Regions from separate parts of the Mus musculus genome. Here all the other regions are linked to region 4. A link is a contact called in public promoter capture Hi-C data. All regions are on one chromosome and are shown on one strand. Each heading gives the region's core, a stretch centred on a gene start, on an enhancer-like site or on the middle of the called end of the contact. The rest is flanking DNA. Distances are from core to core; before and after follow the strand shown.

Region 1 (3,708 bases), core at 1,008-3,507, 1.6 Mb before region 4:
TGATATAGAAATTTTATACATCCCTGAATATGTTATATATCTTGGTTGTTTTATGCTTATTTCAAGGATTTTCCTTTTTCTCCAACCTTGATTAAGATTTAAATTGTAGTTCTGGGCATGGTAGTAGAGACCTGCAGTCCCAGCATTGGGGACTGGGATTTGAAGCAGAAGGACTGCTGTGGATTGAAGAACATCTTAAGATACATAAGTGATCCTGTATCTAAGACATCTAAAATCCGAGGTACACCCGTACTCACTACTCGGAAGGTGGAGACAGGTAGATCAAGACTTATGGATAGACTTATTCAAGCCCAGCCTAGGTACACGAGACCCTGTCTCATAAAACAAGATAAAACCAAAAGCCAGAGAGAAAGTAACCAGGATTCTAGAAACCACTTCAAATGGAAGAAGTTGTAAACTCAGATTACAATGTCTCTGCAGAATCTTTCCCTTTGGCTTTACATTAGCCCCTCACCTTGCTTTTGTGGTTTTATTCATGAAGTCAAATTAATTTCTCTTTATTCCCTGCAAGTCCCTCTTCCCGGCTGGAGACCAAACCCAGGCAAGTGGTCTATTACTGAGTGACTACAGTACTTAGCCCTTTGCTTTTCTTACAATAGAGAAAATGGCTGTAGTGGATTATATTATATTAAAAGATAGGTTTGTGATTCAGCAACATATAATGAGCACCTACTATGATAGGCAGATGTCATAGTGGGAGGGACCATTTGTTAAATGCCCCCTCAAGTGGGGTACAACCTACTTTTCCTCAGCTAATGTTCAATGTCCTCAAAGGTTTCAATCCCTGACAAGGAAGATTTTAGTCCTAGTGTTATACAAAATTAAGCTGAGGCTTAGACTAGCTATCTGCCTAATATAATACAATGAAGTATAATGAAGACCTATAAGTCTCCAGAGACCATGACTTTTTCTAATAGACTATGGGGCTATAGTAACTTTAACAGGCTTTATACAATTACCCAAAATGAAAGGTTTGTTTTAAGACAGGTACTTTGAAGCCAGGCAGTGATGGTACACGCCTTTAATCCCAGCACTTGGGAGGCAGAGGGAGGCGGATTTCTGAGTTCATGGGCAGCCTGGTCTACAGAGGGAGTTCCAGGACAATTGGGGCTATACAGAGAAACCCTGTCTCGAAAAACCAAAACCAACCAGCCAACCAACCAACCAAACAAACAAAAAAGACAGGTATTTTGAAACACTTAATAGTACTTAAAATATTTCTGTTTTATATTTAAATATACATCCTTATCTGAAAAAATAAAATTTAAAAAAGTCTGGGTTAGTTGTTGATACACAAGCTCCTGTCTCAGAACAATATAATTAGTCTTCTTCATGAGTTGACACTGCTGGTTCTTTAAGAACTCCATCAGTTATATGGAAAGGTCTTTGGCCAGGGGCACTTCTAAAACTGTAGCAGCAGCATAAGTGACAGATTTACTTCATCATCACTATTCTAAAACACATGTTTTACATCCCCCTCTAGTCAATTTAATTTCCATCATCAGTTTAGTTGGTTTGCCTTGAATGCTGAAGCATGATCTCTGCCATTGTCCTATAGTCAATTTTGTTTTAAGTCGTGAAGCATTGCTATCCCCAACCCCACCCGGTTCTTCCCTGTGTCTTTCTCAGAGTGACCACAGGTCCTTAGTCTTACCCAGCACACTACTAGACACACAGTAAAAGGGGTATACTTTTAAAGTAGATGTCAGAAGTCATTTTGCATCATGGAACACTGTAAAATTACCTGACATAAAATACTTCTCCATAAACGTAAATGCGCTGAAGAATGGCTGGGGAGAGCATCTGGTTAAATAAACATTGTGATAGGAAATTTGGGTAGATTCCTATAATTTGCATTTTTCGCTAGCGCCCAGAGAAGCCAATTACCGCCAGTCGGTGGGCCCCCTTTGAGAAGCAAAAAGTTACGACAAAGACTGAGCAAAAAGGCAATCACTTCAAACTATATATTGCAGTGTTAAATAAAAAATGTGTCTCAGATGTTGCCAGCGGAGCTCTTCTCCTGCCCGAAACCTTTCCTTTTCTGCTCCATCTCCCTTCCCTGTCCAGCTCAAGACCCCACCTCCATAAGAACCCAGTCATCAACAGTTCGAGTAACGGAAGACGGGACCAGGTAACAAAGAGAAAAAACGTCGTTGCACTTACTAGTCTAAGAGCCTGGGGATTAGACGAAGTTCGGGCCTAAGCCTCTTCCACACCATAAAGAAAATTTCAAAATTAAATCTTTGCCGACGAGCGACCAATCGTAGACGTGGTCTCTACAGGGTTCGTTGTCTTGAAAGGATCAAAGCACAGCTTGGACTACGATTGGCCAAAAGAGCATCACATCCTGGCCAATCGGAACTGAGGCGCTTCTTGTATGAATAAGGAAAGGCGGGCGAGAAGGGGCGGGGAAGCCGGAGAGAAAAGGAGGTGTGTCACGTCGCCTAGGCCCGCAGTGGAAGCTTTTATGTCATTGGCTGCTGCTGCTTCCGAGTACACCAATCGCAAACTCTTTTCCAAGTATGAACTTGAAAGTAGGGACCATAAGGCAGCCAATGGAAAAATTCATATATTCAGCAGCCAATCCCCCTGCGGCGTTTTGTGTCTTTGTCCAACAGGAAAGTGCGTTTTATAACGAGGGGCGTTACCCAGGCGCCAATGGGCGGGCGCCGATGGAACGTACTAGCCAATGAGCGCAAGACGTTGAGTGACAGCTGTCCAATGGAGGGCCTCAGTGCTAGCACGGCTTACAGCTTAAGCGCCTCAGCGGTCTGAGGAATGTCAACTATTCAATATGGAGGCGGAGGTCGATAAGCTGGAACTGATGGTGAGTGGAGAGTGAAGGAAACCTACTGGGTAATTAATGTGCTCCACCGATGGCCTAGAAGGTGAAGCGCATTTTAGAGTCTCCTGAAACTGGGTTGTGGAAGCTGGAACCTGAATTGAGTTCCTTCTTTCTGCACCTACGGGAGCTACCGCCGCCTTGGTCTCTTAACCGCCGCGGGGGAAGGGGTTACATCCGGGGAACTCGTGAGGGAAATGGCGGGAGATGTTGAGGGTGTGGGGCCTTTGTAATTCCCTGGTCCTGGTTTTCTCCTTCATCGGCTCCAGGAGCCGCGCCCGGCACAGATACCGCCTCACGAATTTCTACCTTCCTTGCCCAAGCGTGACTGGAACGGTCTTTAATAGCTCGGAGGAGGAGAGAGGTCGTTTACGTCTCCCGAAAAGGGGGATGGAGGATGAGGTGGGGCAGAAGTCTAGGGGCGCGGAGAAATTCAAGTCCACCATGCACCTACTCGCAGGCGAGCTGGGACAGTCTGAAAGAAGATGCTAGACTTGCACGAGAAACTTGCCCGCGGTTCCGCAGACTGGGCTCTTTGCGGCTTGGGAGAGGAGCCGCCGCGGGGACCGAGCCTGGAGCTCCTTCCCGGGGCGCGAGCGGCGTTGCCCCAGGCCCGGCTTTCTGCTTCCTAGATGCTCAATTCCTTTCCTCTGTGCAAGGAGAACCCTGGACGAAGGCCCTCAGCGGCTGCGGGCAAGGCTGGAGTGCACTGAGCGTCCAGCCGAGTGGCCTTGTCATTCTCCATCAGTGTTCTCTTTATTCCCGCCCTCCCATCCTTCCACTGCCCGCTAGATCGCCGCGCCTTTTTTCTTAGTTTTCTTGTTCTGTCTTCAGACTTCTTTTTG
Region 2 (3,612 bases), core at 934-3,433, 1.6 Mb before region 4:
CCAGGATTAAATAGAGACCTTGTTTCAAAAACAACAACAGAAAACAAATAAAAGCAAAGAAAGAAAAAAAAAAGTATTTACTATCAAAGTTCTGCAGGGCTCTTAAAAAACAACCCAATTATGTACCAAATAAATCATCTTAATACATGAATACACACCCAGCTCAGGTGCCAGTGAGATGACACAGCAGGCACAGTGCTTGCAGCACAAGGCTAACTCCATGGGCTGGATACTTGGGACCCATGAAAAGGTTGGAGACTACTGACCTCACAACATTGCCCTCTGACCTCCAAGGGTGCGAGGTCTCTCTCAGACACACACACCACACCATACAAACACACACTAATACTAAAAGCACAGCTCCAGTTTTCAGTTCAAACTGTTGGGAACTTTGTAGCTACCTGATTTAGGTAAGGAATGAAATTTGTGGACACAGTGTTGGTCAGTCAAGCTCCTCTCTTCGCACAGCTGATGGCCATTGCTCCAAAATTTGTAGCAGTCTTCGTGTAATTGCATGGCATATTTGTGAAAGGCTGGACCTCGAGCATGCTGACTGTATACCCGAAGAGCCTGAGCAAGCTGATTCTTATGGACTGTCATGGTGTAATTATGCGGCAAGTTTGACTGGTAGGCACTATGAGCCATGGGTAAAGCTTTTTGGCACCGGTTTTCCGAGAATTTTGTGTCTATATCCAAAAACCCTTCTAAGACTTTAATACTGCTTAAAATCTTAGATGTTAGCTCCCCAGTGGGGGAGCCCAAGTCCTCTTCCTTCCCATCGATAGCCACTTCATACAACTTTGCTGCTGCAGAGATCCACTTCTGGTAAGTGGGCAGTTCAAAATGGGAAGGCTGTGGGTTCCTGCCCACACTGTCATCAAAACCTTTTTTGCTTAGGACCAGCTCCACGTGCTGCCACAGGAATTCTCGAAGAGTGAAATCCACTAGCTGGCCTGAAGAACTCGAGGTGCTGCTATCAATGTGGAAGGAGAGCTGTTGGCGGCTGTGCTGTCTCATCGCTTGGTACCGCCTAGGTCCAGAAAGGGGTGCGGGCACCAACAACGATTCTGGGTCTTTCACGGTACAATGGCTCCTAAGCTGGTCCAGCAACATGCCAATTGGGTCCTCCTCCTGGCTTCCGGGGACTATGTACACAAAAGCTTGGTTGGCAGGTACCGTAAAGAGGCAGTTGATACTCTGATTAGTCAAGACTCGACTCTTGCGAAAGATTCTATAGATCTGGTCCTCCAGGGCATGCTGCAGCCTTCTTTTGGGAGAGTGCTTCTTGGGTTTATCTGGATGAGCTGTATCCTGGCTCCGAGGCGGTTCCACCTTAAGGGCCCCATTGAGTTGAAAGAGGAAGAGGAGTCTAGGTGGGCAAGGTCGGCAGTTTAACTTCCAGTCTTTGCCAACTGGGCAATCCTTAATGGCTGTTTTGAGGAGGGGTAGTACTTTCTGTCTCAGTCCATCCAGGGCTCTGAATACACGATCATAAGTGATGTCAAAGGAACACGTCGGATGGACCAGGAGCAAGATATGACAGACAGAGAAGAGGTAAAGGAGGCTGAGACACTGTAACTTCTCCTGATGCTTCCAGAACTCGTGTGTTTCTGCATGAGGTAAAGAGAGGCCCCCTCCGGCTTCACCGCTCTGGAGGGCCCGACAAGCACGCAGAAGCTGTGAGTTGTCACAGATGGAAGTGAGAATAAGATACAGAACTTTGCTTTCCTGATTGTAATAGGCCTGCAAAAGACTGAAGTCCTGGGGACCTGGCTCAGCTCGGTTACCTTCCGCCGTAGCCATACCTCCGCGAAGTGAATCCCCGGCTGCAGCCCCGGGGTCTCCGGCTCCTCCCGCCTCTCCGACAGAGACAGCTTTGGTCTTGATTCCAGTTCCTGGATCTCCAGGATCCTGATGGTGAAAGAGTGGGAAAACCTGTCGATCGCACACAGTATTCACCAGAGAGAACTTCTCGGAGTTGAGGCGCAGAGCCGTCTTGCCGAAGATTCCCACCACGCAGATCTCATCCTCCCTCCACGGGGGCTCGGGCGTGCCAGCCGCGTTTCCCCCGCCTTCAGCGGAGGGGCCTCCAGGACTCTCAGAGCCCAGCCAGGCCGACGCCCCCATGAGCAGCTCGCGCAAGCTGACCGGCCCCGCCATGGCGGAGAAAGAGCTTCCTCTAGCGTTCTTCCGGTCCCTCGCTGATCCCAACCCACCCGGTCCTATTGTGAAATCCCTCCTCCGCCTGTTAGTCCTTGAGTTCCGGGTGTCTGTCCCTCCCCCCAACACTCCCTTCCACCCCTTTGCCTTTTCGTGTCCCTTGCAAGGTCTTAGCGCTACGTTTACTCAACTCGAGTTTAAGATATCGAAAGCTAGATTGGTTGCCGTTTCAGTTTTAAAGAATACGCCAAAACCCACAACAGTTCCAACTGATTCTTCTAACAGCTCAGCGTGGGTGGTTGATCATACTCTCACCTTTTCTGAAGACTGAGGCAGGAGAATTTCTTAATTTCTTTTTCTTTCTTTCTTTCTTTCTTTCTTTCTTTCTTTCTTTCTTTCTTCCTTCCTCCTTCCTCCTTTCCTCCCTCCCTCTCCTCTCTCTCTCCCTCTCCTTCCTTCCTAACTTCCTTCCTTCCTTCCTTCCTTCCTTTCTTCCTTTCCTCCTTTCTCCCCCATGCCCCCATTCTACCTCTTAAATGCTGCGATTAAAAGCATGCACCACTACCACCCAGCAAGGAAGAAGGATTCTTGAGCACAGCAGCTGTGCTAGCCTGATAACATACCAAGACCCTGTCTCCATAAAGAAAAGAAAACAAAAAAGAAAGGACAGGAGGGAGGAGCGAGAGCACCAAACACATTGTTGCACTTCTGTGATTCCAACATTCAGATATTGCTCTTACAGAGAAAAGGAGCTCTTGTTTTGCAGCACCCATGGCCTGCAAAACACACACACACACACACACACACACACACACACACACACACACTCCAAAATTAATCTTTAAGAAATAGAAGACGTGGAGGTGGAGAGCTACGTGTCTAGTATGCAGGAAGTCCTGTGTTCTATCCTCAGCACCAGTATAAACTGGGTATAGTGGCCCATGCTGCAAACCCAGCACTTGGGAGGTGCCAGAATGATTAGAAGTTCAAGATCATCCTGAGCTATGTCTCAAATTCAATGCCAGTCTGAACTGTAAGAAAACTGTAAGTCGTGGTGGCACGCTCCTTTAATCCCAGCACTCCGGAGGCAGAGGCAGGCGGATTTCTGAGTTCAAGGCCAACCTGGTCTACAGGACAGCCAGAGCTACACAGAGAAACTCTGTCTCGAAAAACCAAAAAATAAAAAAATCTGTTTCAAAACAAAAAGATAAACATCAACAAAAGAATTGTAGAAAATTCTAGGGAGGCAGAGGCAGGTGGATCTCTGAACTGAATTTGAGGCCAGCCTGGCCAACAGACTGAGTTCCAGGACAGCCAAGGCTACCCAGAGGAACTCTGTCTCAAACAAACAAACAAACCAATTGTGGAAAATTAATCTAATAATTTAGCATAGTGGAAATATGAATAAGTGTGCGTGTGTGTTGCTGGGGATCTAATTCATGTCTTTGTGAA
Region 3 (3,568 bases), core at 483-2,982, 1.1 Mb before region 4:
CACAGAACTTCTTCATAATCATTTAAAATGTATACATTTCAACAGAGTTGAATGTCCACATTGTTGTTTATGAATAGAATTTTGAAAAATTCTACTAGTTCAACCATGGAATGCTGACCATGGGGCTGGAGGGATGGCACAGGTTAAGGTCACTGACTGCTCTTCCAGAGTTTGAGTCTCAGCATTCACACGTGACTTAAAACATCTGTAACTGCAGCTCCACAGAGCCTTACACCCTCTTCTGGCTTCTCACACACATGGTATACAAACATACATGCAGACAAAACATCCATACATATCAAATACAATTTTAAAAAGAAATGTCAAATATAATTTGAAAATTTAAATATTACAGTATTCAAATATGAAGATTTACAAAGAACTATATTGCATGAAGGTAGTAATTAGCTAAATTTAATCTCTTTACCTATACTGTTTTTATTAGACATATTTAACTTTTAAGAAAAGATTCATCTTGTGTGTATGGGTGTTTTGTCTGCAGTGCCTGTGGAGGCCAGACAAGGGTGTTGAATTCACTGGAAATGGAGTTGTAGATGGTTGTGAGCCACCATGTAAATGTTGAAAACTAGACTTCAGCCCTCTGGATGAACAGGCAGCCAGTGCTCTTAACCACTGAGCCACTGCTCCAGCTCCAAGCATAGGTTTAATGCTTAGCTTCTATATGCAGACTAACTTAGAGTCTTACACTGGAAGAATAGGTTTGACCCAAAGAGTAAGAGAGAAATAACAGATTCCAGACTTCTGACAGCAACCTGATTCGAGAGATCCATCCAGGTGCAGTTTAGGCAGAACTACTGAACGTAGTAAGAACTGAAGAAAAGCTATGCAGAAGTCTTTATTCACAGTGGCAGACATAAGCAACAAGTACTCAGTATAAGATCTCTCAATTCTGGCTTTGTGCCATTTGTAGACACTAAAACATGGGAAGAATAGAGATCTATTTGAATTTGTAACTGCAAGACTTTGCGCCGTTCTTTTGTCTTTTGGATGTCTTTGTTTTCTGTTCCGTTCCTCATACCGCCGTCAGTGTGCTAGTGCTTACAGAATAGACACATTTGGGTGGCCCTGATTTATCTCCTGTGGGGAAAGGTAAGGACTGATTGAACTGCATGCAGTTGGGCTGTCGCTCACTAGGGGGAGTAAAAGAGCAAGAGACAGAAAGAGACCGAGAGAAGACTTTTGGTTAAATTAGTGAGTGCGTGCACCAAGAGGAGGAGGGGCCGGCTTGCGTGTAGCGGCTCCACCCTCACTTTGTCAGCAGGTAGAGAGCGTGATTGCAGTCCCAGGGGAAGAAGTCAGAGCTGGTACACCAATTACAAACCACAGGTTTCCTGCTGTAGGGAGCTGATCCAGAATTGTCTTTCTTGAAAGGAAGCACTTCAACCCTGCCTCCTCCTGAACTTCCAAGTCCGTCCATGATTCAGGGATACCGTCTTCTCCCTCTGGGATATTCTGTGATTTGGGTAGTGACTGTTCTATTTGCTGCTTCGTTTCTCATCTCTTCCAAGATATTCCGTACAGAGGCGGAGGGAGAAGACTTTTGTTAGATTTTAGAGATGATTTTGGCTCATCTTTAAGCATTTCCAGAGTTCTTGAGGAGGACAGTAGCTCTCGTCTTGGAATAAGTTTTTGCCTGATCTGCGTGGATTACTTTTTCGGGCTTCGGAATTTCTCAGCACCTACCTGTAGTGCGAGCACTTGGTCTGATTGCAGAGTGAGAAGGTGGAAGCCGGAGCCGTACTGGGTTAAGCAGCTCAGGTCTTTTTTTAAAGCAGGATTTATAAATGCACAATTGAATTTGTTTCATCCCCGTGCCGTGGACTCCAGTGGGCCCGACAGCGCAACAGGTTTGCAGATTTCTTTTGAAATTCTTTCGTGTTTTCTCCCTCCCTCTGTCTCAGCGAAAGTAAAGAATCTATAGAACAGGTTTGCGTTCAGACGCTTGGCTTTTCAGCACTTACTCTGAAGACTTTATAGGATTTTTAAATGACTTCAAAAGGCAGCATACTTTGTGGGTGAAGTGTATTTATAGTTACTTAAGGGTGCGCATTTTAAAAATCTGATGTTTATAAAGAGTCCAAAGTTTCCTAGGAACATAGAAATAACCCAGGTCTCCTCAGCCTGATTTTTTTCAGGGCGCTCAACTTAGAGCCTCTCTACCCCCCTATCTTTTATTCTCCGCCCCCTCAAGGAATTTGAAAACTTAGGAATAGTCCTTTGTTTTTCTCCTGAATCTAGAAGATTACAGATTGTAAAGTCTGGATGTGTTTCCACAGCATTCTGAGGAAAGTCAAAGCGCTTGGCATTCTCAGACTGGAGAATAAACTCTGGGATCCCTAAACGAGAAAGGAAAGTGGAAACAGAAATATGAATTTTAGCTGGGAAAATAATTGCAAAGCTAAACTTTTCAAGTATCTCAAAAGGGAAGTTGGAAGAGATTTTGATACTCAGATTAATTGTGTCGTATGTCAAAGATATATGAATTTGTGCCTAATTTTACAGGCACTTTTGGTGGAACACACACACACAAAATAATATATTGTAGTTCTTTAAAAGTATATAAATTCAGTAGGCCTAGAACTCTGGACTATGCTGAAACACAATTTAGCATGGACATTTTAATTAAGAGTATATGCTTCAGCATCATTAGACATCCCTCCAGGTGGGGCCTGATTAGTTCCCACTCTTCCCCTATTCAAAAGAAAACCTCCTCATGGACTTTAGCCATTTATGGTTGACATTTTTTTCTGGCTTAAAAAGGGCAGCATGTCTTCGTGTTCTGAGCTGAAGTTCCTCCCTCACCTCCGATGCGCTGCTTTAGCCGTTTACTGACCTTGTTTTCTTCATCGGCCTCGGGTTTAGTGCCTCAGGAATCTGATACATATGGAAGACCAGCAGCAAGTGATCTGACATAATACCAATCCATGTTTGTATCTAAAGCACATTTGGAAATTCCAAAGAGAAGAGGTGGCATTTCTGTATTCGCAGTGACGATGGGAGAAAAGGACATACCTGCCCCAGAGGTGGGCTGAAAAGGCCATCTTCTGCTCCCAATCAGGAATACCCCCTGTGCTTGGGAATCTACGTTAGAAAAAGGAAGGACCAGAATCTGACTTGGCTCTCTGAAACGGAGGGCTAGCACTTCTCCCCATTCGTTTTCTGCATTGAGGACCTGCCTTTGGGATGAGCTGGTAGTAGAAGCGGTATGCATGGCCGAAGAGCATTGATGCAGCTGGTAGCATGAGTGGTGGCCACCAGCTGCAGCTGGCTGTCCTCTGGCCCTGGCTGCTGATGGCAACCCTGCACGCAGGCTTCGGACACACAGGACGGGTGCTGGCGGCGGCAGTGGAGTCCGAAAGATCAGCAGAACAGAAAGCTGTTATCAGAGTGATCCCCTTGAAAATGGACCCCACAGGAAAACTGAACCTCACTTTGGAAGGCGTGTTTGCTGGTGTTGCAGAAGTGACTCCAGCAGAAGGGAAGCTAATGCAGGCAAGTAGAATGCGGTTCTGTTTTACCTTCTGTCTGCTTGAAAGATGCCGGTCTT
Region 4 (3,438 bases), core at 282-2,781:
GAGTTCGGCCCTAATTAACAATAACCTTTGGGGTTATGGGGGGGGGGAGCGACGTTCCAACCAGCCACGCGCCTGAGCCCCATTCTAAATCCGCTTAGCTACTTCCGAAGACACCTCCAAAAATAAAACTAAAACTTTGTTCTAAAATAAAGGCAAAATCGAGAAGGGAATGCGTTACCTGGAGCGTTTCGTTGTGGGATCTCTCATGACCATACATTCTCTAATTTCTCCAAATTTGCTAAAATAGTCTCTAAGGCTATCTGTAGAGAGAGAGGGAGAGAGAGAGAGATGGGGGGGTGGGAGAAGGTGTGGAGGGGGGAGCAATGCAATTTTTTGATCAAGGACAAAAAGCAAAAGTAGTTTTCTGTTGTTATTCTGTTTTGTTTTTGCAATATTTTTGCACACGAGGGGGAAATTCAGCAACAGAGGTCGCGTAGAGGGCTCGGAAAGGATTTGCTATTTAAAAAAATAACCTTGCACAGGAGAAGTGGGGAGCCAATGGCGGGGTGGGGGGGCTCTTACACTGGGATAACAAAGAGCAATAAAGAAGCCAAGAAGGGGGGGACCCAGGCGTCCCCCCCTCCCTCCCTTACCTGGTGAGGTCTGCCAGCTCAGTCCACCGATAAACATTTTACTAGAGGGAGAAAACATAACCGAAGTGAGCACCGATGTCAGATCGGCCATTTTGACGTGTAACTTACAAAAGCTAAAAGGAAAGCTGGGGGGGAGCGGGCGAGCGCGAGCCTGGAGGTGGGCTGGGGGAGAAGGTGGCGGCCCCACGCCACCCCAAGGTGCGCGAGTGCCCCAAGGGTGCGCGCGGGGGCGCGGGGGGCGCGCGAATGCCCCGCTCCGCACCGTCGCCCGCACAGCCCCGAACGAGCCCGCGGCGGCGCGGTGGGCAGCGGCTGGAAACTTACCCGGGGTCGTGCTGGGAGTCGTTGGCGCTGCCCGAGGTGCCTGGGCTCCCATTTGCCTCCATAGCGGAGCCCCCCCGCCCCCCCACCCCCGACACACCGAGCCCCACAGCGAAGCGGAGCGCAGCGGCGGCCGGCTCCGAGCCCCAGATCTCCGTCCCTCCTCCCCCGCCTCCTCCCCCCGCCCGGCGGCTGCGAAGCTCCGCGAGCGCCGAGCCGGGCCAGCGGCGAGAGCCCGTCACACGTGGGCTCGGCTCAGCTCAGCCCCGCCGCCTCGCACACCCCCCGTCCCCGCCCCCCCGGCCCATCCCCACCTCTCCCCCTCCTCCTCCCCACCCCCATCTCCTCCTCCTCCTCCCCCTCCTCCCCGCGCACGTGGGGCGGAGTTCTAGAACGTCGTGTAACCAATGCGGTGACGTCACGCACCCCGTTCGGTCCCCCGCCTGTCCGCGCGCGCACACGCTCGGCCCCCCGCGGCAGCGGGACCCATCAGGGGCGGCGCGCGAGCCCCGCGACTCGAGTGGGGGGGTTGGCCACGCCAAGCAGGCGGGGAGACGGGAAGCGCACCCCGAGTCGGCTCAGATCACATGGGCTGGGTGTGGGGGAGGGGGAGGCGCGGGGAGCTCGGCCCGGGCTGTTCGCTGGGCCGGGAGGCGGCAGCGCCCCCGGGCCCCCCTAGTTCGGACTATTCATTCAAGTTCCTGGGGCCCTGCGCCCGATTCGGAGGTGGCACCCGCCGCCCTCCCTGCCTCTGTGCCCCCGTTTCCAGCCACCGCGCGGAAATTTAGGTCAAGGACGCCGGGAGCACACCCACACCCTGCGCTCCCAGGGCAGTCCTCGAGAACCCCGGGATCTGGGGGGCTTGCGGATGGAGGAGACCCTCCTGCACGAACACCAGCCACAAGTTTTATTTTCCCTTCGCGCGGCAAGTTCTCTGGCTCCCGCTCCACACTGGCACGTCCTGCACGGCTCCCCGCCCTTCCCCGCCAGAGGTACGGAGCCGTGCCCGCGAAGGTTATTTCGGAACTTTGAGAAACTGACGCGATAGATAACAGGGGGCGAGGAAGCAACCAGACAGGGCTTGCGCCTTACTCAGACCGCGATTTGAAAATATAATAAAGTGGGCTTGTAGGGGTCAAGGTCAAATGATTGGGGTTCAAAGCAAATGTTCATGGAGATTGAGTAGCAGTTTGGGAGTATCCCGAGGGTGGTTAAGATAGGTGCTTATTTCAGAAAATCCCTCGACCATTCATCCGTTATCTAATTTATTTATGTTTAAAGTTACTAGGGCTTCCTCTGTAAAGAGTGTAAGCGCCAGGAGTGAAATGGCTCTCTATCTCCCAAGACCTGCGGTAGGTCTTGGAGATAACAAAGCACCTTACCCCTAGTTTTTGGAACTAGGAGCCTCACAGATTCTGACACTTAGTAGGTGTTTGGTAAAAGTTCCCTTTCTCCCCTGGCAAAGTGTAAACTCCAAAGGATTGGTGACTGTAGCTTCCCGGGGGAATCGCACACTTCGTATTCCAGGCTGGCCAGATTCAGGCTGTATTCAATTTATGGAGTATTTAAAACAGTACGGATACAATTATCCTTATTGTTTTAAATTATTACAATAAACCAAGTTAATATGGCATGAGGGGCAACATAAAGTTGTGGTTCATCAAATCCCTGGGTTAATGTTAAGCATGCATTGATGCACAATTAACACTTTCCCATTAATTTTCATAGGATTAGGAGACAATGGAATTCACTCATCACCAAAACTATGCCGTGTCCATTGTGGGTTTGGAGACATTTGGAAAAATCTCAACACAGCCAAAGCTTTTGAGTGGTCAGACTGTCAATCTCTCTGTCCCCTAAACTGGGGTAGTGCCTCTCTGACAGCATGGATGGGCGGAGCATTTGTAGTGAACAATGTAACAATGTCAAAGTCCCTTTTTAAAATTGTGTACTTACATGGACTGTGTTTATTATAAATTGTGAATATGATTTTTAGAAGGCACTTCATAAGACTTCAGACCACAAACCCTGCTGTTTCCCAACACTCCAAACAAACTGATTTTTGAATCATCTGGGTTCCCATGTGTTAAAGAGCTGCATGTTTTTATGATGGTAATTGTTTTTTTGCGATTATTCTCAATCACAAAGTACAGGCAACACAGCTAATTGGATTATATTTTGGATTTTTACCGCAGAACCACAGATCATCAGAGCTAGAAAGGCCTTTCTTTACCCGGCTCCTTCCTTGAATATGGGAGTCCCAAAGGTGCCAGGCTGTCAGGCCGCCTTCCCACCCCAACCAGTTAATACCTAAAAGGGGCTCTGGCCATGGTTCAGTGCCCTTTGACTCTGTAGTGTGCTGTTTGTTGTTCCTCGATAGGCAGAAGTCAGTGGCTACCTTCCTGATGGAGACTTGAACAAACTGTTAAGTGGTGAGCTGGGAGGAGACCTGATGGGGCGGGGCCCCGAGCACTGCAGTGTCCAAGCCAGAGACTGATAAAGGACTAAAGGAGAAGGCTACTAC

Evidence for each region. Promoter capture Hi-C pulls out the DNA fragments that hold promoters and counts their contacts.
Region 1: a contact with region 4 is called in a promoter capture Hi-C map of liver, with 5 times the contacts expected there. The contact joins the promoter of Prr11 here to the promoter of C030037D09Rik in region 4. A contact is called at or near these places in 3 of 39 promoter capture datasets (liver and pre-B cells).
Region 2: a promoter capture Hi-C map of liver shows a contact between it and region 4, with 5 times the contacts expected there. The contact joins the promoter of Smg8 here to the promoter of C030037D09Rik in region 4. A contact is called at or near these places in 2 of 39 promoter capture datasets (both in liver).
Region 3: a contact with region 4 is called in a promoter capture Hi-C map of liver, with 6 times the contacts expected there. The contact joins the promoter of Rnf43 here to the promoter of C030037D09Rik in region 4. A contact is called at or near these places in 5 of 39 promoter capture datasets (3T3-L1-derived adipocytes, hippocampal neurons, liver and 2 more), 1 of 115 datasets of contacts at active chromatin or transcription factors (thymic regulatory T cells) and 1 of 9 other capture datasets (liver).

What each region holds. Positions count from the first base shown.
Region 1 is chr11:87,106,457-87,110,164 of GRCm38.p6, forward strand. Prr11 (proline rich 11) reads right to left here and starts at 2,258. Exons shown (of 10, transcript NM_175563.5): 1 at 2,185-2,258. It overlaps Ska2 (spindle and kinetochore associated complex subunit 2), which reads left to right and starts at 2,805. Exons shown (of 4, transcript NM_025377.3): 1 at 2,805-2,848. The coding sequence starts at 2,816.
Region 2 is chr11:87,084,594-87,088,205 of GRCm38.p6, forward strand. Smg8 (smg-8 homolog, nonsense mediated mRNA decay factor (C. elegans)) reads right to left here and starts at 2,184. Exons shown (of 4, transcript NM_024262.1): 1 at 402-2,184. The coding sequence starts at 2,160.
Region 3 is chr11:87,661,355-87,664,922 of GRCm38.p6, forward strand. It overlaps Rnf43 (ring finger protein 43), which reads left to right and starts at 1,733. Exons shown (of 10, transcript NM_172448.4): 1 at 1,733-1,868; 2 at 2,782-3,513. The coding sequence starts at 3,262.
Region 4 is chr11:88,717,112-88,720,549 of GRCm38.p6, forward strand. It overlaps C030037D09Rik (RIKEN cDNA C030037D09 gene), which reads left to right and starts at 1,532. Exons shown (of 4, transcript NR_038058.1): 1 at 1,532-1,906; 2 at 3,295-3,438. Msi2 (musashi RNA-binding protein 2) reads right to left here and starts at 1,118. Exons shown (of 14, transcript NM_054043.3): 1 at 918-1,118; 2 at 594-634; 3 at 179-260. The coding sequence starts at 979.